7 separate regions of the Mus musculus genome follow, and regions 1, 2, 4, 5, 6 and 7 are each linked to region 3. Evidence: chromatin contacts called from public Hi-C, HiChIP or PLAC-seq and promoter capture Hi-C data. All regions are on one chromosome and are shown on one strand. The core of a region is the stretch at or near the end of the contact, and the rest is flanking DNA. Distances in the headings are between cores, read along the strand shown. Region 1 holds the start of Spdye4b (speedy/RINGO cell cycle regulator family, member E4B). Region 2 holds the start of Zfp12 (zinc finger protein 12). Region 3 holds the start of Ccz1 (CCZ1 vacuolar protein trafficking and biogenesis associated). Region 4 holds the start of Trrap (transformation/transcription domain-associated protein). Region 5 holds the start of Zdhhc4 (zinc finger, DHHC domain containing 4). Region 6 holds the start of Rnf216 (ring finger protein 216). Region 7 holds the start of Zfp853 (zinc finger protein 853).

What was found. Promoter capture Hi-C pulls out the DNA fragments that hold promoters and counts their contacts. Hi-C and Micro-C count contacts between places; a contact is called where the count stands out from the background. HiChIP or PLAC-seq counts read pairs in DNA pulled down with a chosen protein or histone mark. Capture Hi-C pulls out chosen DNA fragments and counts their contacts.
Region 1: a contact with region 3 is called in a promoter capture Hi-C map of liver, with 2.2 times the contacts expected there. The contact joins the promoter of Spdye4b here to the promoter of Ccz1 in region 3. A contact is called at or near these places in 2 of 39 promoter capture datasets (both in liver) and 2 of 9 other capture datasets (liver and pancreatic islet).
Region 2: a Hi-C map of CD4 T cells shows a contact between it and region 3, with 3 times the contacts expected there. The contact joins the promoter of Zfp12 here to the promoter of Ccz1 in region 3. A contact is called at or near these places in 1 of 484 Hi-C or Micro-C datasets (CD4 T cells) and 1 of 115 datasets of contacts at active chromatin or transcription factors (bone marrow-derived macrophages).
Region 4: an H3K27ac HiChIP or PLAC-seq map of T-cell acute lymphoblastic leukemia shows a contact between it and region 3, with 8 times the contacts expected there. The contact joins the promoter of Trrap here to the promoter of Ccz1 in region 3. A contact is called at or near these places in 6 of 39 promoter capture datasets (the 3T3-L1 cell line, hippocampal neurons, liver and 2 more), 3 of 484 Hi-C or Micro-C datasets (the MNK3 cell line, cortical neurons and embryonic stem cells), 11 of 115 datasets of contacts at active chromatin or transcription factors (the 230-238 cell line, T-cell acute lymphoblastic leukemia, bone marrow-derived macrophages and 7 more) and 3 of 9 other capture datasets (adipose tissue, liver and macrophages).
Region 5: a contact with region 3 is called in a Hi-C map of B cells, with 12 read pairs. The contact joins the promoter of Zdhhc4 here to the promoter of Ccz1 in region 3. A contact is called at or near these places in 6 of 39 promoter capture datasets (the 3T3-L1 cell line, erythroid cells, hippocampal neurons and 3 more), 4 of 484 Hi-C or Micro-C datasets (B cells, embryonic stem cells and memory CD8 T cells), 4 of 115 datasets of contacts at active chromatin or transcription factors (the 230-238 cell line, memory CD8 T cells, pro-B cells and 1 more) and 2 of 9 other capture datasets (adipose tissue and liver).
Region 6: a Hi-C map of B cells shows a contact between it and region 3, with 11 read pairs. The contact joins the promoter of Rnf216 here to the promoter of Ccz1 in region 3.
Region 7: a contact with region 3 is called in a promoter capture Hi-C map of neural stem cells. The contact joins the promoter of Zfp853 here to the promoter of Ccz1 in region 3. A contact is called at or near these places in 2 of 39 promoter capture datasets (liver and neural stem cells).

The regions. Positions count from the first base shown.
Region 1 is chr5:143,179,176-143,182,650 of GRCm38.p6, forward strand. Spdye4b (speedy/RINGO cell cycle regulator family, member E4B) reads left to right here and starts at 1,842. Exons shown (of 8, transcript NM_001384193.1): 1 at 1,842-2,463. The coding sequence starts at 2,446. Rbak (RB-associated KRAB zinc finger) reads right to left here and starts at 1,600. Exons shown (of 5, transcript NM_001045482.2): 1 at 1,374-1,600; 2 at 311-367. The coding sequence starts at 325.
Region 2 is chr5:143,233,420-143,236,501 of GRCm38.p6, forward strand. It overlaps Zfp12 (zinc finger protein 12), which reads left to right and starts at 1,744. Exons shown (of 5, transcript NM_001289589.1): 1 at 1,744-1,960; 2 at 2,835-2,897. The coding sequence starts at 2,883. 4930448H16Rik (RIKEN cDNA 4930448H16 gene) reads left to right here. Exons shown (of 5, transcript NR_040700.1): 5 at 1,091-1,329. It overlaps Gm38735 (a long non-coding RNA gene), which reads right to left and starts at 1,111. Exons shown (of 3, transcript XR_868668.3): 1 at 715-1,111.
Region 3 is chr5:144,013,061-144,016,178 of GRCm38.p6, forward strand. It overlaps Ccz1 (CCZ1 vacuolar protein trafficking and biogenesis associated), which reads right to left and starts at 1,793. Exons shown (of 15, transcript NM_177682.3): 1 at 1,639-1,793; 2 at 1-31. The coding sequence starts at 1,752. It overlaps Gm24311 (a small nuclear RNA gene), which reads left to right and starts at 938; the gene lies at 938-1,041. Gm33427 (a long non-coding RNA gene) reads left to right here and starts at 2,099. Exons shown (of 2, transcript XR_377194.2): 1 at 2,099-2,916.
Region 4 is chr5:144,767,115-144,770,167 of GRCm38.p6, forward strand. Trrap (transformation/transcription domain-associated protein) reads left to right here and starts at 1,680. Exons shown (of 71, transcript NM_001081362.2): 1 at 1,680-1,733.
Region 5 is chr5:143,327,284-143,330,583 of GRCm38.p6, forward strand. It overlaps Zdhhc4 (zinc finger, DHHC domain containing 4), which reads right to left and starts at 1,955. Exons shown (of 8, transcript NM_028379.5): 1 at 1,883-1,955; 2 at 1,108-1,287. 0610040B10Rik (RIKEN cDNA 0610040B10 gene) reads left to right here and starts at 2,025. Exons shown (of 2, transcript NR_027874.1): 1 at 2,025-2,070.
Region 6 is chr5:143,111,368-143,114,456 of GRCm38.p6, forward strand. It overlaps Rnf216 (ring finger protein 216), which reads right to left and starts at 1,653. Exons shown (of 17, transcript NM_080561.4): 1 at 1,532-1,653.
Region 7 is chr5:143,291,371-143,294,886 of GRCm38.p6, forward strand. It overlaps Zfp853 (zinc finger protein 853), which reads right to left and starts at 2,164. Exons shown (of 3, transcript NM_001370826.1): 1 at 1,483-2,164; 2 at 857-974. The coding sequence starts at 1,494.

The DNA of each region.
Region 1 (3,475 bases), core at 592-3,091, 830 kb before region 3:
TCTGCCAAGTAACTCCATTAGCCTAAAGTTATCAGACTGCCTACACAACAGGTCATGACAGCCTGCCACTCGGGTGTATTTTATATTACAATCACCTTTATTCACTCCTTTCTCCACGACCATCCTACTTACTTATTAATTATTCTATGTATGGATGCTCTGCTGCATGTACACCTGCATGCCAGAAGAGGGCGTCAGATCCCTTTAGAGACCACTCCACTACCATTCAAGAACAGACCTTTGAGTAAGTCTTCCAAAATACATTACAAAGGAGTCAGAAAAAAAAAAATTACAAACGGGAAAAACTTACCTTTGATCTGCTCATGTTCTGCTCCTCTTGGGGGAACTGTAGACACTGCTGACTGACCTGCTGGAGGAAAAGCTCGCTGAAATCGGAGATTAACTGGTCTACACAGGGACATGTCTCTCGCCTGGGAACCACCAAGTGAAATCGCAGCTTATACACACTGCAGAGGTGATAGGAAGGAAATCACAAACCTAACTCCAACAGGTGGAATGGGGGGTGGGAGGCGAGGGGGGGCGGGTACAGTTCTATGATGAACACTACGCTGCCTTCTTTTTATCCACGGGCATTTGGTGTAAAGGTGGGGGAAACAAGGGTACTTATTTTATTTCCTATTCAAACTGTTGCAAAATATGTCACAGTGAATGAGGATTCTGGGCACTATATATATATATATCTGGGATCCATGTTCCATGAGGTGACATACATGCAATCCCAACTCTCTGGAGGCGGAGACGGGAGGATCACCCACTACCAGAACAATATGTGCCACAAGGAATCCACGCCTCAAAAAAACTAAAACACAAAAAGGAAAAATGGTCCAGATGGATAGACGTCCGACAAACAGGGATAAAGCGTGGTTTGTTTTCAAACTATCCAACTAAACTTGGTTACTGCTGCATATCTTAAAAAGGGACTAAGGGAAGAAACTAGAAAACAATGGCACTCATTTCAACACAACCTTGATTAAGTCTCACACCTGTCGCAGACTCAGTCTTCCTTCACGAGCAGAAAGAAGTAAAAGCAGATTTTGAGCACTAGACCATTACGATGCCTCAAGGGCAGACTCGGGGGGGGGGGGGACCACAGACAGAGCAAGAGAGCTGATGGACGCTGAGTGACACCGTGGGAATCTGGAGCCCTTGAGTTCTTCAGTGCCTGCACTCTGTCCTCGGGACTGACCGTGCAGCCCAAAGCGATGCAGCTGTCCCGCTGTCAGCCCGACCACCTCGACCCTCCCAGGCGCCGCAAGCTGGGGACAGCGGGGTGCCCGGGTGAACTGACTGGGCACCATCTGTGCCCAGCATCCCTCCCGCAGCCCCGATCGCTCTGCGCCCTCGGGCCTCACCGAGCAGGCGTCTCCGCTGCCCCTGTCAGCCTCCGCGCCGAGCTCTCGCTAGGCCTCCCTAGCCCGCACAGCCGAGTCTGTTCGCTGCCGCCCCGGAAGCTCCGGCCTCGGCCCTGCAGGCTCGGCAACTCCAGCTTAGCGAACGCAAAGGCTGCGGGAGGGAAGGTAGCCTCGACACACCAGACCTGCAGGAAGTCACCACGGCGCAGTGGCCCAGCGCAAGCGCGGGCACGCGCACAGGCCGCGACGCGCATGTGCAGCATCTTCCCGGAAGTCCGAGTTCCAAGGCTCTCCTTTCTCCCCAAGAATTGCACAGAAACTCTGTGTCCCAGACGCCTTCGCGCGCCACTGCATCTAGGGATCCTCGCGCAAGAACTTACCTCCTCCCAGCAGTTTGGGGGAGGTGCTCTGAGAGCAATGGCTGCCTCCAGCCATGCTCTTACCTTCTTGTTTGTCCTCACTCCCTTTGAGCCTGGAGAAACGGCCTGCTGCGTGAAGTCCCAAGTCTTGTCCCTGGCTCAGGACTCCTAAAATAAGAGGAAGATTGTGTTAGAAGGAAAGAAAACTGAGTGTCATTCTCGATTAACCAAACTTCCTTGAAGTACTAGGTACAAGAAATAACCAGCTGTGCTTTACAAAGAAGGAGGCACAAACACTAATGGTGGGTTTCTAGAACATACGTCTAATGCCCAGAAACTCTAAAAAACAGAACCAGAAAGAGAACACAGAAAGAAGAAAACACCTACCTGCAATGTGATCTCTGAAAGGTGATATTTAGGGCCGGGCGACAATGACAGTTTTCAACGATGGTTACATTATGATGAACGGCTCCTCGATTTCTTATTGAATTAATGCAACGACGTTCTTGGCCTAGTTCTTCATAAAGACGTTGGCGTCAAAATTAATAACAAAGCCTGTCAATAGAAAAAGTTCTCTGCGCCGATGCAGAGAGTAACGTTTTCATCCCAGAAGCACCAAGCGCCTTGGAGCGCCAACCCTAGGTAATAAACTGCTGAGCAACCAGCAGGAGACAGAAGCATCACGAATCCCTCTCAGATGCTGCAGGGCACACATGGTCTCAGGAGAAAGGGTGAGCCCTCCTCCTCGGAAGGCCTGCACTGCCATGGGGCACCTTCTCCCAGGTTCTCACCTCACCTGGTCACTGAGGTGCCCACCTGAGCTGGCTCCTATCTCTTAAACCAAAAGCTTCCCTTCCCCGTGGCAAGCAGGGGTTACGTCTCTGAATGAGGGGCCTGGGCTAAACTCCCCAGGTGACAGGGAGATAGGAACACTCTTTTCTCCAGGTTTACATTGCACAGATGGGACTCAGGCCTTTCAGAAAAGGAATTCCTTGCTTGCAGTGAGGACATTCAAGCTCATATAATTTTTGTATTGAGAGAAGATTTCGGTTTGTACACACATACGGAACAAGGGTTGCCAGTCAACAGACTGAGATCCTTCTGCTCTGCACAGATAGGAGAAGCTCAACCTGTGTGGGCCATCCTAGGTCTACTGGCTGGACCAGCAGGCCTACAGGCTTTCAGCTCCAAGTCCTGACCTAGGGCTCTATTGCCTCAGGCTTTAGAAACTAGACACTTAACGTCCTAGCCTTTCACCCACCAGTGACCCTGGCACCCGGCAGTTGTTGTAATATGTGGCCTCCAGCAGAAGCAGCAGGCAGCAAGTGTCCCTGCTAGTGATAATGATCCTAGATGGACATCAGGTATAGTGAGTGACCTCTCAACTACTACAGACAGGACTGGAACAGCTCTTGAGTCCAAGGTAGATTCATAAGTTCCCCAGGTGACAGGGTTGTTCTCTTCCTTGAGGTTTGCAATGCATAGAAAGGGGCTCTTGGGTCTTTCAGAAAAGGAAGTTCTTTCTTGAAACAAGGGCAGAAAGTATATGTAACTAAAAAGGAGAGAGAGAGAGAGAGAGAGAGACAGAGACAGAGAGAGAGAGACAGAGAGAGACAGAGAGAGACAGAGACAGAGAGAGACAGAGACAGAGACAGAGAGACAGAGAGACAGACAGAGACACAGAGAGAGAGAGAGAGAGAGAGAGAAAGAGAGAGAGAGAGAGAGAGAGGTGTCAAAGAGACA
Region 2 (3,082 bases), core at 494-2,993, 780 kb before region 3:
AAAGGTGACATTTGGCCCAACTAGTTGAGTGCCTCCTTGGCTACTCAATTTGCATCTGAGCAGAGCAGAAGCATCTCAGCCTGCTGACTGCTTGTTCCATGTTTGTACAAACCGAAATATTTTCTTTTCCTTTTTTATTTAATTTACTTTTTTATTTATATAAGTACATTGTCACTGTCTTCAGACACATCAAAAGAGGGCATCAGATCCCTTTACAGATGGTTGTGAGCCACCATGTGGCTGTTGAGAATTGAACTCAGGACCTTTGGAAGAGCAGTCAGTGCTCTTAACCCCTGAGCCATCTCTCCAGCCCCTTTTCTTAATACAAAAATTATATGAGCTTGAATGTCCTCACTGCAAGCAAGGAATTCCTTTTCTGAAAGGCCTGAGTCCCATCTGTGCAATGTAAACCTGGAGAAAAGAGTGTTCCTATCTCCCTGTCACCTGGGGAGTTTAGCCCAGGCCCCTCATTCAGAGACGTAACCCCTGCTTGCCATGGGGAAGGGAAGCTTTTGGTTTAAGAGATAGGAGCCAGCTCAGGTGGGCACCTCAGTTACCAGGTGAGGTGAGAACCTGGGAGAAGGTGCCCCATGGCAGTGCAGGCCTTCCGAGGAGGAGGGCTCACCCTTTCTCCTGAGACCATGTGTGCCCTGCAGCATCTGAGAGGGATTCGTGATGCTTCTGTCTCCTGCTGGTTGCTCAGCAGTTTATTACCTAGGGTTGGCGCTCCAAGGTGCTTGGTGCTTCTGGGAAGAAAACGTTACTCTCTGCATTGGTGCAGAGAACTTTCTGTTTTGGTAGACTTTGTTATTAGTTTTGATGCCAACGTCTTTATGAAGAATTAGACCAAGACCACTGCTGCATTAGTTCTGTAAGAAGTCGATGGAATGTTCATTGTATTGTACCATCTCTGAAAACTGTCATTGTCGCCCGGCCCCAAATGTCACCTTTCAGAGGTCAATTAACAGAGAGCTATTTTCCTTCTTTCTGTGAGTTCTTTCTGGTTCTCTTTTTAGTTTCTGTGCATTAGATGTGTGATATAGAAACCCATCATTTGTGTTTTCTCTTCCTTCCTTTTTTGCATCTGCAGCTTCTGTTGTGTCTCCATCAACTTTGGAAGCAGATAGGACAAGAGCACTTTTGCATTATTCAGGAGGGCCGGTGAAATCTGAGAGGAATTGACTGACCATAGGGTTCCACGTTTGAGCATTGTTGCCGGACTGCAAACATCAAGTTGGAGAAGTCATTTGACAAACACGTTTTTTCTCCCTTTCTATGTGTGCCTTCTGGTGCTTTTAGAACTTTTATGCATTTGTTGTATGATCTGGCAAAGCCACTGTTTTTGTCTTCTTTCTTTTAAAAGAGGTGGTAGACACTTCTTATACTTAAATGTTTGATGGAAACTTCTAGCACTTCAGTTAAACAGAGCGTGACACATTTTTTTTCCTCTCTCTTTCATCTGTTAGAATCTGCCTTTTATCTAAAAGCACCAAGCTGGGAGAGGTCTGGGTAAATGGATATAACCCCTCAAGCCATTCCTGGAGGTTCAAAGTGAGGAAAATCACGAAGGTTACTGTTGCTCTCAGCTCGGTACCCACAAGCTGCTGAAACGAGGAGGAGACTTGTGCGACGATCCCTGGAAGCCTAAGAGTTCTGGGCGGCCCCTCCCCAAAGATGAAAGGAAGACCACAGGGACCAGCCCAGTGGCACGCATGCTGCGCGTGCGCACTTCTGTTTGTGTGCATGCTCGCGCAAGCGCACGTCCGCTGCGCTGGCCTGGCTTCCTGCGGTCTGTGTCTCTACGCTCGCAGCTTTGACTTGCGCGAGCTGGAGTCGCGAGCCTGCGGGCCGAGGCCGGTGCGTCCGGGTCGGCAGCAGGCGAACGCAGCTTTGCAGGCCGGGGAGGCCGAGGGCCGGGCTGACGGGGGCAGCGAGACCCGGGCCCGGCGCGGCCTCCTAGGTGAGGCCTGAGGGTGCAGATCGCGGCCGTGAGAGGGAGGCTGGGTCCGTCTGATGGCTTGCAGGGGGGCCTGAGACCGCTTGCCGAGGCCTGAGCGATCAGCGCCTGCGCGATGCCTCGGCCCCCTCCTGTCCTCAGCGTGCGGGATCCGGGACGGTAGCAGTGGTCGTGTTGATGGCTTTGGGCTGTCTAGATGGCCCGAGGATGAGGCGTGTGGGCATAGGAGCGGTCAGTTCAGTGACCTGAGCTGTAGAGGCGCTGTCCAAACTCCTACCTCACTTGACATCCCTGCCTCCCAGGGCTTCTAAGTCTCATGATGTTACTGGGCGCCATCGGCACCCTTGCTGTGCCTGTTAGTTTTCCCGATCCTCTCCCTGCAGCATCCTGTGGTCTAGTTCAGGAAAAGTTTGTGTTTGCGTCTGTTCATAGGGGAAGACTGTGGGTCTGCGATAGTGGTGACATAACCGAGGTCACGCAGAGGGTTTGTTAGTGGGAGTGCTAAGTCCCGGGCCGACGGCGTTCCTTTTGTCATATTAAAGTCGTGGTCACAGTATCACGTAATTGTATATAAATACAGTTCCCACCAGGTTAACTTTTGTTTTCAGAGCAGCTTGTGAGTATTCTTTTGTATCCCTTAGTAAATGGCAGTTATTTAACTAGCATTTCTTGTTCATTTCTTGTTAATTCACCTCGTCAGCTGCACTCATTCATTCCCCCCAAGTCCCAACGCACAGTTGCAATTCTCCAGTCCTTTCTGACAGCCAGTGAGACCACCATCCCTCCGGTTTTCTTCTGGGAATGTTCCAGGAGGTTTGTGTGCAGGATTCCCCTCTTTCCACGCCCACTCATAATGACGTTGTTTTTCCTTCCCCAGACCCGGCTGCATTAGTCCTTCTACAGACTTTTCCTACTGCAGCGGAAGATGAATACATCCTTAGTAAGTCTGGCTTTGTTTCCGTTGTCTAGTTTGGTTTACTACACTCGAAGAGGCAAAGGAGAGATCAGACTTTAAAGGGGAAAATAGATAAAACAGAAAGAGATAAAAGAACCAGACAAAACAGTAGTGGACAGTAGTAAGCATTGGTTGAGTGCATATCTGTAGGTGGCATAGCCCCTACCAAG
Region 3 (3,118 bases), core at 543-3,042:
TTGGATGGTAAAACAGAATTTTATTTTCTTCCTAACACAGAAAGAAAACAGAAACACAGCATTAATGTCAGGATTTATTCATCTTAACTCTGAAAGTGTTGAGTTTAACATCCAACTCTCCGATCATAGAGGCTAAGGACAACACCTAAAAATGTCTTTAGAAAACCAGGAATGGTTGGGTCTGGTGGCACACGTCACGAATCCCAGCACTCTGGAGGCAGAGATAGGAGAGTCTCTGAGTTGGAGGCCAGCCTGGTCTACAGAGTGAGTTCCAGGACAGCCAGGGCTACACAGAGAAACCCTGTATTGATGGGAAAAAACAAAAAACAAAAAGCACCTCCAAAAAACAAAATTCATTGTGATTTTGTAACTACTGCAAGCCATCAGTGTAAGAGGTAATTGTGATATTCACCAAATCACATCTCATCAGTAGGACAAGATGAAAGTCTCAGATTTCTTCCCATGTGTCAGAAACCCTCACAAGGAAGATGCAGGTGTGCGCGTGTACAAGAATACAGGATCCACAATTGCACCAAGTTGGTTCGGGAGCACTTGGGCTGACAGCCTCTAAATAGGGCTTTTTTTTTTTAAGATTTATTTATTTATTTATTTATTTATTTATTATATGTAAGTACTTATTTATTTATTTATTTATTTATTTATTTATTATATGTAAGTACACTGTAGCTGTCTTCAGACACACCAGAAGAGGGCATCAGATCTCATTACGGGTGGTTGTGAGCCACCATGTGGTTGCTGGGATTTGAACTTCGGACCTTCAGAAGAGCAGTCGGGTGCTCTTACCCACTGAGCCATCTCACCAGCCCCTAAATAGGGCTTTGATCTGCTTGCAACAAAACACAGTTCTAGGCATGTTTTGAGGAAGTTGCCACTGTCAACTCGGAGTAAAAAAAAACGCTTATAACTTCGATTTTGGGTGCTCCCTTCGGCAGCACATATACTAAAATTGGAATGATACAGAGATTAGCATGGCCCCTGTGCAAGGATGACACTCAAATTCGTGAAGCGTTCCATTTTTTTCCAACGTTTATCCTAGACACAGTGAAAAACTATTTCATTCTAATGTTTACCCTAGATAGAATGATTCTACTAGAGTTCGACTATGATACCTGAATATACACCTAAAGCACTCTTAACTCCTACCATCACAGAAATGCTTGCACATAAATCTTTATTGCTACATTAATGACATTAGCCACAAGCTGGAACCAGCATAGATATCAACCAAACAGTTTAGTGGATAGAAATGTGTTAAAACACAATGAGATTTTAGTTAGCCGGAAGGAAAAATAAAGTAACAGTAACATTTCCAGAAAACAAAACATCAATTTTGGGGAAAACAAGAAAAAAGAAAAAATTAACTTTGTGAAGCGCCTCCAAGTTTTTAGTTTTGTTTCATTTTCCCTCTTTTGGGAGCTCTGTCCTACCAATCTGGCTCCACCTTTGCAATCGAAGATTCCAAGAGAGGAGTCAAGTTCGATCTTAATTGCCCAGACCTGACGCGATGGGAAAGACTTTCAAGCCGGGCGGAGGGATTAACCTGGGACCTCCGTTGCCAGGACGGGCTGCGGCATCAGGGGCCGGGCACGGAGCAGGCTCGCGGCCCCTTCGGCTTACCTCTCCCTCGCGCGGCCCGAAACGGGGGTTGTAGATGAAGAAGCTCAGCAGCGCTGGCGGGAACTGCTTCTCCTGGGCCGCCCAAGCACCCGGCCCGGCCGCGGCTGCCGCCATCCCGGCCCGGCCCCCGTTTCGGGAGGCTCCCCTCCGCCCGCTCCGAGGCAGCAGCCTTAGGGAACACCGCACTTCCGCCTCGCTAGCCGGCGGCCCGGAAGAGCTCGAAACTGACCCAGAAGAAAAACCTGCAGTGCCCAGTCCCTCTCTGATAGGTCCGTGTGGAACCAGTTCCCTCGTGTTTATTGGGCTGGAGTGTTTTCAATTATATCAGCTCTCAGCTGGCTGTCATGGCTAAAGGCGAAGACCACGAATTTCAAGAGAAATGTAACAATGGATTGGGGTGGGGGGGGTGTTGTTTCTTTTCTTTTGTTTGTTTGTTTGTTTGTTTGTTTGGATAGGGGTTCACTATGTACACCAGGTTGGCCTCTAACTCACAGAGATCCTCATGCCTCAGCCTCCTGGGTGCTGGCATTAAAGGCGTCATGGATACGGTATTTTTTAAGTGTGAAAAAACGTTTAGGGGAACACATTTTTCTTGAAGGTAGCCAGTTTACATCTGTTGTTGGTTGGTTTTTGGTTTTGTTGTTGTTGTTGTTGTTGTTGTTGTTGTTGTTGTTTTACATTTATTTATTTGTCCTCCAGGGAGGGGGATGTCCTGGCACGTGTATGAAGGTCAGAGGACAACTTGTTGAAATTGCTTCTCCCCTTCAGCACCACATAAACTGGGTGTGGCTGGCACGCCCTGGTGTGGTGGAGGCAGGAGGATCATAAGTCAAGGTCAACCTCGAATATATAGCACTTTTACTTACATCAATTATAAGCAATGGACTATAAGCAAAAGCAAAAATGTCCAAATTTACCTTGCCACAGAACTGGAGAGATGGTTCTACAATTAAGAGCACTGGCTGCTTTCACTAAGGACCTGGATTTAGTTCCAGCTCATAATGGCCAATAACTCCAGCTGCAGGGCATCTGATGCCTCTTTTGGCCTCTGTGGGCACTTGCTCAAATGTGGCACACATAAATTCATGCAAGCACACATATACGTATAAAATAAATCAATCCTTTTTTTTTTAATCTACCCTATCACCAACAAAGCTGATTTTCTTGGAACAAGTGAAAACCTGTAAATCTATAGTCTTCTCAGTGAATAAATCAACAGGCCTAGTGGAAAATATCCTGTCGATTCAGATTTCATCTGTCTTCTAAAGTGTTTGTGAGGTAATCCTATACCCTAGCCGTTACAGAAGAGATACGGGGTAGGTTTTTGCTTGAAATTGGATTCGTGAGCAGTCGTTTACGCAACACTAAACTGTAGTTGCTACACAGAACTATGTAAGCATGCAAATCGACAAGTGTTTCCCATACGTGCTTCATTTTCATTTTGATACAGAAAGAACTATTTTGAAAATCTATAGGTTCT
Region 4 (3,053 bases), core at 430-2,929, 750 kb after region 3:
CTCGAACTCAGAGATCCGCCTGCCTCTGCCTCCCGAGTGCTGGGATTAAAGGCGTGAGCCACCACACCCGGCTGAGTTGTCCCTTTCAAAGAAAGACCTTCGTCCTCATCTGGGTATCACAGGATACCCCTACTCCCCACCACGTTTCTTCACCGCTCTGGCTTGGCTTGAGGTCTGTCACCTTCCAATTTTGTCTTGAAGGGAGGGCATCAGCTACAAGCGGGACAAATGTAGTTGTCTCAGGGTGACCTAGCAGCATAACACCCGAGTTTGCCTTTAAGCCAACTGGATGTCAGTCTATCTGCCCCTATCCCAGGCTGGTCTCGAACTCAGAAATCCGCCTGCCTCCCCCCCCCCGGCCCCCCCCCCCCCCCCCCCCCCCAGTGCTGTGATTAAAGTCTTGCAGGAACTACTTCACTCTCAGGCGGCTGATCAGCAATAGAGCGCTGGCCTAGTGGATGTGAAGCCCTAAGTTCAACACCCAGCATTGCTGGAAGAGGAAAAATAAAATCTCAGGGAAGGAAGTCCAGCCCTGAAGGCCACACATACACACACACACACACACACACACACACACACACACAGCTGGCCTAGTGGATGTGAAGCCCTAAGTTCAACACCCAGCATTGCTGGAAGAGGAAAAATAAAATCTCAGGGAAGGAAGTCCAGCCCTGAAGGCCACACATACACACACACACACACACACACACACACACACACACACACACACACACACACAGTGAACCAACTGGAGAGGTATTTCGGGTGTCAATCACCCTTCAGTCTGGTTCCTGCGAGGAAAAGGGACACGGGGTTGGGTGTGGAGGCGATGACGAATCTTGAAGCTGCAGCAGCCCAGAGCCCCACCGGCCTAGGTGCTCAGCAGATAGGTCACCCAGGCGATGATTTAAAAGGACAGCACGCCCACCCAAGGCGGCAGACCGCCCCTCCCTGCCCCGCTGCCCGCCCAGGCCGCACCCACTTGGGGGCGGTGCGCCCGAGCTTAGTTCTGGTGGGCGGACGCCGCGGCTTTAAGCCGGGGCGGGACTGAGCGAGGAGCAGCAGCGGCGTCGGCGGCGAGAGTTCTTGGGGACTCGGGCCCGGATGCTGGGGGCTAGTCGGCAGGTCCCGGTAAGCGCAAGGGAGGGCGGGTGAACGGTCCCGGGAGATGCACGCGCGTGCGTGTCTCAGGCGTGGGAGAGAGTCGGTGCAGCACGACGGCTCCACGGAGAAGTGGAGAAGGCTGTCCCTGCTTGACCGAGGTCCTTCCGGCCCCCCAGGAGCCCTCCTAAACTAGATCAGCCACACTGCAGCATTTAGTCCTCCGCGGCGCCGGGCTGCGCTGGAGCGGATGGAGGGACGCGCAGCGCTAGCGGCCGCGGAGGTTGGCCCTCGGCGCTTGCCGTAGCTCAGCGGCCTGCTGGGGGGCAGTCGCTGAGAGTCCCGGGAAGGATCGGCGACAAAAGGAGGGAACCCGAAGGCCGTTTGCGACGCGAAGGGATTGAGTGAGGAGTCGAGGGGGCTGCGGCACCCCACCAAAGCCATCCTGGCATCTGCGGGCCTCCACGCAGGCTCCTGGCTCTCTGGGCCAGACGCTGAGAGTGAAGGTAGCGGCGGCTACGGCGCCCCCTGGCGGCCCGGAGGCGCGTTGTCCAGCCAGCCGGGCGTCGTGGGCGGGGCGGACCCGATGGAGGACGGCGGGCTGTGGGGCCGTTTGCCTTTTCCTTACCTGGGTGGGGACTCCGTGGGCTCGAGGGCATCCAGGCCTGAATCCATATCCTCTCGAAAAGCTCAGAACCTCCTTCCAGAATCCACAGGCGGATAGGGTAGCCCCCTGCTTTCAGGTTCTTGGCCCAGGGAGAAGCTAGGCCTGGTCCCTGGGAGGATCGGGTGGGAGCTCGGAAGTGGCACTTTTACTGAGTGGCTTATAAAAAGGAGATTAAGTGTCGCAAAAGTTTGCGCAGATGATTGGGCTATAGCTCAGAGGGTAGAGTGTCCCCCTAGCACACCAAACCCTGGGTTCGATTCCCCAGAACCTCCTAGCCCTGGGGTGATGGTACACAGGCCTGTCAGGGGTCGGGGCTGGAAGCTCAACAATCAAGGCCAACCGTACATCTACATCAGCCTGCTCCTCCTACCCGAGCTACACAACACCGCCTCCACAGCAGAAAAGCTAGATAAAAAGTTTGGCCAGGATTAGGGCTTCTGTTTTGTTCTTAAGAATGCCTTGACCCTGAGTCTAGTTAATAGTCGGTGAGTATGAGGGACCTCCAGTGTTTGAAGGAGGAACTCTGATAGGAAAAGCAAGAGTTTGCCAAGTCACGGTAGCAAGGCTGATAGTATCCTTAGCTTTTCTCTTCTCTCCCTAGGAACAGGGTCTCTGGTATTATGTAGGCCTGGCTGGTCTAGAACTCACAGAGATCCACAGAGTCCTGGGGTTAAAGGCGTGCACTGGCACACTCAGCTTTTTATTTTTTAAGCATTTGCTTGTTTGTGTATGTGTGTTCGGCATGCATGTGGAGCTAAGAGGTCAGCCTGTGGGACTCAGTTCTCCCCCTCCACCCTGTGGTCACATATCAAGATAGGTCTCCAGGTTTGGCTCCAAGCGCTTTACCTTATGAGCCAGGAGTCAACGTTCCTGTTTTCCAAGTCACTGTGGTGCTTTTAAAGTATGCTTTGGGGCCGGTGAGTTGGTTCAGTGGGTAAAGGTTGCTTGCTGCCAAGCCCGATGACCCGAGTTCAATCCCTGAGACCCACACGGTGGATGGAAGGAACAGACGTCCCACAAGTGGTCCCCTGACTTCCTCATGTGCTGTGTGGCACACACCTTCTTCCACCCCAGTTAAGAAAATGTAATGATAAAAAGCATGCTTTGTGTTTTGTGCCTCGACTGTAGATAAGATCCACAGTCTTTGAGGTAATGCTTAGGAGAATAGTTTATTATTTATACAATACTGGGGGATAAAACCCAGGACAAGGCTCTACCATGATGTAGTGTGTATATTTTCCCAAGGTCTCAGGTAACCCTGACTAGCCTAAAATTCACTATGTAC
Region 5 (3,300 bases), core at 705-3,204, 690 kb before region 3:
ATATGTTCTGGAGATTTGAACTCTGGTCTTCACACTTGCAAGACAAGTACTTCGCTAAGCTAGCTCTCCATACAAAGTATTGGTCAAGACAACCTCAAGTCTAGTGGGTTCCTTCCCACCCCACCCCCATCAATATTGAGAATTGAACCTAGGACTTCATGTCACGTATGCTGGGCAAGCAATCTATAAGATAGCCACCACCCCAGCCCCTTACCACAGCTTGTATGATGTGCTCCCTCTCTGAACCTATCCTCTCTGAACCTATAGCTCACAAGCTCAGCTAGACTGACTGGCCAGCAAGCCCAACAGAGCCTACTGTCCCCCTCCCCCATGCTGGACTGTAGATCTGCACTGCCAAACCAGAAGCATAGATAGACCTTTACATTAGGATTTGTAACAGAAGCAAAATCACACGTGTGAAGTAGCAAGGAAAGTAACTTTATGGCCGAGGGTCCCCACAACATGAAGAACTGTATTAAGAGGTCACAGCATTAGGAAGACTGAGAGCCTCTGGGATCTGTAGCTCGGACCTGGAGCTCAACGTTTTGTGGCGAGGCTGACATGCATTAAAGCACACTCACGTTGGTGCTGGGGATCCAAGCTCAGGACTTTGTGCTTGCACAGCAAGCACCCTCACTCACCGAGCGAGCTCCCAGCCCACCAACCCCTTGTTTTTTGAGACAGGATCTGACTATGCAGGCCAGGCTAGTTTGGAACTCAGAATTCTCCTGTCTCAGCTTTCAAAGGGTTGGGATTCCAGAAGTGCACCACCACACCCAGCAATACACCCTTTTACATCTTTAAATATTCACATGGATACTGATAAAGTCCTGCAAAAGAACCTGCGCCGACCTCATCAGAATGAGCAACTCCTAGAGGTAGTCAGGGTCCCACACCCAAACTTGGGCATATTTAACAGGTCAGTGGTCATGATGTCACCCATCACCCTCCAGACCAGAATGATGAAATATAAAAAGCCCGTGTTAAGAAACTGGGAACACTGACATTGGCTTTACGAGGCAGGATTCTGGACCAAAATTCCAACGCAGAGAATCAAAACAGAAACTATTAACAAAAAGGAAACAAACAAAAAAATGCCATTCTCACAAGGTAACAGGGCTCCGGTCTACATATTTCTCTAGGTCGGACACTTCCAGCGGCACCTTTTGCGTTCATTTCCCTTTGCCACATCCAAGGAGAATTCAGATAGCAGCTCCGCTTGGGCAGCGCCGTGAATTTGGCACGCGCAAAACTGGCGACATGGTTGTTCCAGGAGGCTGGAACCGGCTGCGGAGACAATCAAACGCAACACTTACATACTGCTGAATAAGTCTCCATGGCAGAGTGCACTGTGAAAGGCATTCAGAAGTAGAGGATGCTGTACCGCTGCTGACCTGGGAAGAAAACTTCAAAGTCCACTAGTTTGGGGGTCTATCATCCCTCTAGCTGTCACTGTCACTGTCACTACGCCTATCACTGAGGCGCCCACACCGGGGTCCAGACGCATGGTGAGGTTGTCCACATGGGGTAGGGCCCCAGTCGTTTCCCTTTGCTGGACACTTTCCGGGTACATTATTCAAGGCCCTTGCATGCTTGAGGTCACAGAATCTGCAGCTGCGGGGAACCAGGGAAGGGCAGTGGTGAATGGAGCCCATCCCACAACCAGATCCCGGACGCATCAGGCTCAGAGGAGACAAGGGAGGCTCGGAAGCAGGCTGGGAGACGGCAACTACGTCCGGAGCCCGGACAACGACTGGAAGAGGAGGGGACACAGCGAGCGGGATGCAGGGGGCTCGGAGAGGACTGTGCTCTCACTCAAACACGGGGTCCCGACGGCCGCCGCCCAGCCGGGGTGTCACAGAGCCTTCCGGAGCCGCCTTACCCCAAACCGGGCCAACCGTCCGCCGCTGCCGGCGGACCCCAGCGGAGCGCTCCCCAAGACTTCCGGCGCGTCCATGGCGTCATCAGTGCCCGCGACGGAGGCGACTTCCGACGGAAAAAGTAGCGGGAGGCCGGAAATTATTGTCTTTGGCCTCTGGTTCTGCGAGCCGATTGTGTTTTCGTACCGTCGTAGGTTTTCTTTCTCTTTTCTTTTTCTCTTAACGTTTGTCTTTCTCCCTCCCTCGTCCTCTGCTCTCTCTTCCTTCGCACTTTTATTATTACTTGACAATTTACTGCCTATGTACGAGTCCTTCGTTCTCCCAACCCCGTCCCATTTTCGTGGCCTTGATTTGATTCTTGTGGGTGTGTTTGCTTGTTGTGATCCGCTGAGTGTAATTCTGATTTCTTGTATGTGCGTAGATTTAAAAAGCTATTTTCTTTTTCTTCTTTAAAAAAAAAAAAAGATTTGTTTTATTTATTTTATGTGAGTCCAATGTCGCTGTCTCCAGACACACCAGAAGAGGGCATCAAATCCCATTACAGATGGTTGTGAGCCACCATATGGTTGGGGGGATTTGAACTCAGGACCTCTGGAAGAGCAGTCAGTGCTCTTAACCGCTGAGCCATCTCTCCAGCCCTAGCTATTTTCTTTTTAAGAATTTCTTTCCAAAATATGATCTCAGCTAGGCATAGTGGCCCATGACTTTATTCACCGCCCTAAGGAAACAGAGGCAGGTCTCTCTGAGTCAGAGGTCAGCCTTGTTTACATGAGTTCCGGGACAGGCAGGGCTACATAGCTAGACCTTTTCTAAAACAAAACAAAACAAATGAGCAAACAAAATTAAAGTCCCACCAAATTATACCAGGCTGGCCTTGGGCTTTTGAACCTCCTGTCTCAGCCTAACTTTGGTTGGGATGGCAGGCACACCTAACACAGGAACTGGAATTTTCGAGCACTTTTGACAGAATATGAAGGCTGTCTTGGGTCGGTGCAGGAGAACTGCTGGACTGTGCCGAGCCTTTGCATGTCCTGGCGGGAACTCAGCAGTAACCCTTGACCACCCAGCAGGTACCTAGACAGGGACACCTGTGTCTTCCTGGCAGACACACCACTGGGCCCTGTCCCAACAGTCCCAGCATGTTCCACTGCAGGGGTCACAGTATGTCCCCCTGTGAGTCAGGTTCTGCTGACCGCATGCCCCTACTCCTGCCATCTCTGTGCACAGCTTTAACGTCCTCCCTGTGGGGAGCAGTGACTAGTGTTTTATCCCTGAGGATAAAAAGGCTGTTTTGATAATGGGCAGGCTTGGCTTGAGAGGAGCTGCTGCTAAACATAGCACTGAGAAGGTTCCTGGAGGGGATGGGGGTGCTGCTTTGTCTGAGTGCCCCCCAGGTCCTCCGAGAACTATTCTTGACGCC
Region 6 (3,089 bases), core at 403-2,902, 900 kb before region 3:
CTCAGAAGGCAGAGCTTGGCTATTTCTTAATTAGGATAAGCTAAGGTCATAAAAATACTGTCCTTCCCTCCAAGCAAGGGCAGTGACAAGCCCCTTCTCTACATGTTAAAATAACAAGCAGACGGAGCTTTCATAAGGTCACCGTTCATGGTGGGGATGAAAACTTGACCCTGATGCACACAGGCTCCTATACATACTCTTTCACCCTTGCTCTGAAGGAAAACACAATAAATCCATTAGTCTCACCCAAACCAAACCAAACAAACAAAAATCCAGCAAGGAAGCTGGGCGGTGGTGGTGGTGGCGGCGGCGGCGGCGGCGCATGCCTTTAATCCCAGCACTTGGGAGGCAGAGGCAGGCGGATTTCTGAGTTCTGAGGTCTACAAAGTGAGTTTCAGGACAGGCAGAACTGCACAGAAAAACCCTGTCGCGAAAAACAAAAAACAAAACAACAACAACAAAAAAATCCAGCAAGGAGTTGAGAGTGGAGCTCAAAGGTAGAGCGGCTGTTGAGTAGGAGAAAAATGACACATGCCTTTAATCAGGAAGCAGAGGCAAGCAGACCTCTGAGCTACATGCCCGCAAGGGCTACAGTTAGACTCAACAATAACAATAACAATAACAATAACAATAACAATAACAACATAATGGCAAGATGTGGTGGGGTGGCCTACACCAGGGCAGAGGCATGCAAATTCCTGAGTCCCTTGGGCCCAGCCTCTACTTTTCAGGTTTCAGGCTAGCCTCGGCTATGCAGAAAAATTAAAAAAAAAAAAAAAATGAAGAAAAGAAAAGAAACGAATCCAAGACAAACCCCAGCGGAGATGGCGTCCAAGACACTTAGCACAATGGAGAAGAGGATACCAAGTCATTGCACCCTTTGGAGATGCAAGGAGTTCGGGATCACCGAGGAGCCCCACGAGGGGCCGCCTCGTCCCCTCGAGCGTGGGTCTTGCCGCTCACCCCAGGGTGCCACGCGCACGGGAGCGCTCTCCGCTACCACGCACCGGGACTCCCGACTGCAGGAGTTTCAAGTCCCCTTCACTCGGGAGCTCAGACTGGGATGACAGGCGTCAACTTGGACTCCAAGGGGCCCCAAACTGGCCCGGGCTGGAGTTCGAAGTCGCCAGTCGGTCGCCTCTTCCGCTTCTCCAGGCCGCGGTGGGGAGCGCGGCCACCAGAGCGAGCCGCCAGAGAACCGTCTCTCAGCAGCTCGGCGCCCCCCGCGCAGCAGGCCGGCCCGAGAAACTTCCTCAAGTGACGGGAGGGGAGCCGGCAGGCCAGCGGTCGTCGGCGTCGCTCCCCTCCCGTCACCCCCCGCGCGGGTCCCCGGGCCCCCGGGGCTCGCGAGCGCGTCCCCCTCGGGCCCCGCCCCCACCCCGGTGGCGCCCCGGCGGGAGGCCACTCTCCTCGCTCGACCCGCAGCCCCGGGAGACCGCGCGCGCGAGCGCCCATCACGGACTCGCCCCAACACAGCCAGCCCAGCTCCGCGAGCGCGGCTCGACGCCCGGGAGTTCAGTCTCAAGTTCACCTGAAGAAGCAGCCGCTGGAAAAGCTCCCCCGCTGCGACCGCCGCCGCTGCGACCGCCGCCGCCGCCACCGAGGCCGCTACTGCGTTCCTTCCGGCCTCGCCACCGCGTCCACCTCGCGCCTGCGCGCAGCGCCCCCTCCCGACTAATAACAGGAAGAACCATAGAGGGACGCGGACAGTCGGGGAGGAGGGACCTGGAGAGCGAGACCATAGAGATGGGTGCCTAGCCGGCCTCCATCCAGGCTCCACGACTGCAGAACCTTGACTCCTCCTTGCTGTGGGAAGACAAAAGAACAGCTGAACCACAGGGTCACTGTAGCCGCCCCGATTTAGCTATGAAATCAACCGATTAATCACGTATCTATCCCCTCTTGAGGTGATGCTCTGTACCAGGTGAGAAAGGTAAAATGACCCAACTCTCCTCCCAAGGTATTTGGTGAAGAGTAAAAGTTCCAGCTCTGTTCAATCAAGGTTGGAGTGCTGGCCAGCGCTCAAGAGCACCGACCCAAATTTGATTCATGGAACCCTCATTGCAGCTCACAGTGGTCTGTAATTTCAGTTCTAGAAGATCCCTGACGATCTCTTCCAGCCTCTGTGGGCACCAAGCATGCAAGTTGTACACCGATATACATGCAGGCAAAACATGCATATGCATAAAATCAAAATAAAAAATAGAAATTGAATTTTTTTCAGCCAGGCAGTGATGGTCCACACCTTTGATCCCAGCACTTGGGAGGCAGAGGAAGCCCTGAGTTCGAGGCCAGCCTGATCTACAGAGTGAGTTCAGTATAGCCAGGGCTACACAGAGAAATCCTGTCTCAAAAAAAATTTTTTTTTAAATAAATAAAAAAACCTCAAGTTGTGTGTGTGGTTGTATGTGTGTATATGTATGTGTATGATGTATCTGTGTGCTCTGTCTGGGCTTCTATAGGTTGTGTATGTATAAGTGTGTGTGCTTGTGTGTGTGTGTATATGTTGTGTATGCTTGTGTGTATGAGTGTGTGTATGTGTGCTTATATGCGTATGTGTATATGGTGTGTATATGTAATGTGTGCCTGTGCTTGTGTTTATGTTATATATATATATATATATATATATATATATATATATATATATATATATGAATATGAGTGTGTGGTGTGCTTGTGTGTGTGTATATTATGTGTGCTTGTATATATGTGTATCTGTGCTCATGTGTGTATGTGTGCTCTGTGTGTCTGTGCTTATGTATGTTATGTGTGCTTGTGTGGATGTGCGTGTGTAGATATGCTTGTGTGTGTATGTGTGTATATGGTGTGTTTGTGCTCTGTGTGTGTGCTTGTGTGTATGTGTATATGTTATGTGTGTGCTCTGTGTGTCTGTGCTTATGTGTGTGTATGTTGTATACAAATGAGTGTATGACGTGCTTGTGTATGTTATGTGTGCTTGTGTGTATGTGTGTGTGTATATGCTTGTGTGTGTGCTCTGTGTGTCTTTGCTTGTGTGTGTACACTTGTGTGTATGTGTATATGTTGTATGTGTGTGTGTTTCTGAGATTGAACCCAGGGCCTCATAGATG
Region 7 (3,516 bases), core at 914-3,413, 720 kb before region 3:
CGTGGTCACTCTGACTTCCTGGGACAGCAGTTTCCACAGAAGCATTCTATTGACCATGTAGTTAGATGTCACCTGAAGTGTTATGCCTGCTAGAGTTAAATTTACAAGCGGAAAGAGTCTTTGTTCAATTGGTAGGGCCCGATTTGATCCTTCTATTCTAATATTCCTGATATATATTCTCGATGTGCAATAGTGTCTCATTGTATATAGTCCTAGCTTGGAGCTCACTACACAGGTCAAACTGAGCCTCCCAAGTTCTGGGATTCCAGCCACGCCCAGCTCATCCTGGTTCTCTCAGCTCTGTTCAAGCCTGCCCCTCCCTGTCACTGTGCTTTAAAGCACAGTGTGAAAATGGACTCCTGTCCACCCTTAAAGGCTGCCCCATCCCTGCATGGGGCTCAGAGAGGGGTCTGGGAGGTTCCACACCCTGGGAGCCCGTGTGGCAGGTGGGGGGAAGGAGACAGATGTTGAGGAAATGAGACAAGGGTAGAGGGAAGGACAGGAAAGAAGCCATTTAGCCACTGTCTGAGGCACTAGAGACAGAGAAACACCCTCCAGTTCCAGGTGGGAGATGGGGGGGGTGCACATGGGAAAAGCAGGTTAGAGCCAGCCCAGGTGTGGGGGTCAGGGCTGAGGCTACTGAATCCTGTCAAGGTGTCTCTTTCTCCAGCAAGACCTTGGCCTGGCAGCCACCTCAACAGGTCCTACGCTAAGTTTCAAGGTAGCTGGGGTTAGCAGTCGTAAATATGCTGGACACACATGGGGTCCCTCCGTGGTGGTCTGGGTTGTGCCAGCTTGCGACTCAACTAAAGAATCCTTGCTGGGGGCCCTACTGTCTCCATACCTCAACCCTCACCTGAGAGGGTGTCAGGCCCTGGACCCCCATCCTCAAGACATCGAAGCTCCAACACAAAGGTCTGGGTTGCTGGGCCCAGCTCCATCCTGGCGGTCACACCAGGGTCTCCCGGAGCAGGCTGTGCTAAGAGGAATAAAGGAAGCTGTTCAGAAGAGGGGTGGTGGTGGCCGAACCCCATTCCTACACAGAATAGCCAGAGCTGTTATTTGATGGATGTACCCAGGGATTCACCTCCGCTGACCAGTGGCCCTCTGTCTCCAATACTGACCCATAACTGTGGGAACTAACCTCTCCCAAGACTGGAAAGCTTGTGGCACGCTTGAGGGTACCTACGGGTACAGCTCCTTGTCCCCTTCCAAAGCATGATCATCCCCCACGCTTCTAAGGCCACAATAGGTCTGGTGTCACCCTGGGTCAGGACACCCTGGGAAGGTAGGTTTCTAGAGCACTGTAGCCCACAGCAGGAGCCTTCTGCAGGCCTGTGCTCCTGTCCTGAGTCCACTCTGAAGAAGTGGTCTGCACATGCGGGAGTCCCCACTCCCCCACGCCAGCTGACTACATCTCCCTCTGGCTTTGGAAGCCCTCCTTAGAGAAGCGGCTCTGCGCGCGCCTGCGCCAGGCCTCACCTGGAACAGCATTTCCCGCCGCCGGCAGCAGCCTCTGCACTAGGGGAGGTGTGGTCACCAGTGGCCACAAGGTGAAGGCCACGGCTGTTCAGCCAGCTCCTTCCGGAGGTACCTTCATCTAGAATGAGGCACGGAGGCTCTGACCACCCCCGGGAGAACCCTTTACGGGCACTCTGCGGGATCTTCGCTGTCAGAGCCGCGGAGGTCGCCCTGGGCCAAGACAAGGTGCAGAGTGGAGTTCCCAGGCAGAAGTTGGTGGAGACTCTCGCGGAGGGACAGGGAAGGGAGGCAGGGTTCCAAATCCAGAGCAGGGATCAGGGTTGATCTGGGTGGCGCGCAGAAGGGCCCAAACTAGGGCCCTAGGTTGGCTCGGTGGGAACCGGGTGACAAAAGTCCTGGACGATCACCCGCCACAGGTGCCCGGGGGGCGGGGGGCGGGCGCCGCGGCCGGGCCAGGTCCCCGATCGCTCGCCCGCCCTCCCGTGCTGGGCATCCGTGCGGGAAGCGGCCAGGCCAGGGCGGGGGCGCTGGGGGGCCGGCACAGGAAGTCCCCCCGGCATCCGCATCCTGTCCCCCGCCCTTGCCGCCCGCCGCGCCCCCGCGCCCCGGCCCCGCCGCCACCACCGTGGCCGCTGCCTTCGCCTAAGCCATAGTCTCTCTAGGCCGCGCAGCTAGCTCTGTGGGCTTAACCCTTCCCGGCCCGGCCACTCACCAGGGCCCCCCCGGGGGAGGTGTGGGTGGGAATGGTGACAGGATGGTCGGCCCTGCGTGCTTCCCAGGGTCCACCGATGCTGGGCGCAGCGCACGCCGCAACGCATCGCCTGGTGCGGTGCGCGTGTCCGTGCGCCACGGTTGGCGACTGCCACTGAAGCTGCAAGGATGGAAGAGGAAGGGGGTACCCATCCAACACCCCCATATTCTCTGAGTCAAAGGCGTGGCTTCAGGACGCCCTTCCCTTGACTGAGGGGTACAAGTTGGGGCTAATTAGCTCGCACTTAACCCGTTCATGGGGAAGCCCCCTCCTGACCTTAGGCAGCTCAGAACAGCCAACCCAGACTCTTGAGTTGGCACAGATAGACAGGTAGAGACTGTGCCAGCTCCATCAGGGACACCCTCAGGAACTGAGGGACCTGCTGGTATCTCTTTGGGTTCTTGCTCTCTCCAGTGGCCAGAGGCCCTCCCTCATTCAGCTACCAGCCAGGAGGAGGGGAATGGAGAGGCCCCCTTCCAGCGTACAGAGCCAAGGCAGCTCCAGTGGCTTTCCCCTGTTTGTTTGTTCCCTGCCTGGGGGTAGGAGTGGGAATGGGAATTGGGGTGTGTGTTTCTTTTCCAAGAGGCTTGAGCTGACCGTCTGTATTTCCCCATTTCCCCCCGCGCAGCTTTATGGGCAGCCCACAGGCTTCTGGCGAATTCACATAAGAAGCCCTGCTTCAGATCTGGCAACAAAAGAGCTGCCTCTATAGAATGGAAATGTCCCCAAAAGGGGGGAGAGTCCTTCCTGGGATCACACCCTGTTCTTCCTGTCTCCCCGCTTACAGCACAGTCTGCAATTCACACTATTCCTGTTCCCCCAACTCCCAAGCCTGACTTGGAAATCCTGAACGATGGATGTCTGTCTGACTTGCAGAGCAGCAGCCCGCTTACAAGGGAAATGGGTGCAGAGGGCCAGAGCCAATACACTGAGCTGTGGGTACACCAGTAGGGGGCCAGCTTTGGAGGCAGGGTAATTTGGAGTGACAAGGGCTCCTTGCAGCCAGGTAACCAGAGGCACCATATAGTCTTCCATCTGTGAGGGTAGAGACAGGATGCCAGGCAGTGTAAGGACAGCTGAGCAGACAGGTAAAGGATGGGGTGTCCTTCTCCTCCCCTAAGCGGATTGGAGCCTCTTCCAGAGACCTCAGTCCCTAGTGTTTCCATCCTCTGTGTATCGTGTGTGTGTGTGTGTGTGTGTGTGTGTGTGTACATGCACACGAGTGTGCATGCGTGTGTGTGTGTGTGTGTGTGTGTGTGTGTACATGTAGAAGCCATATGTCA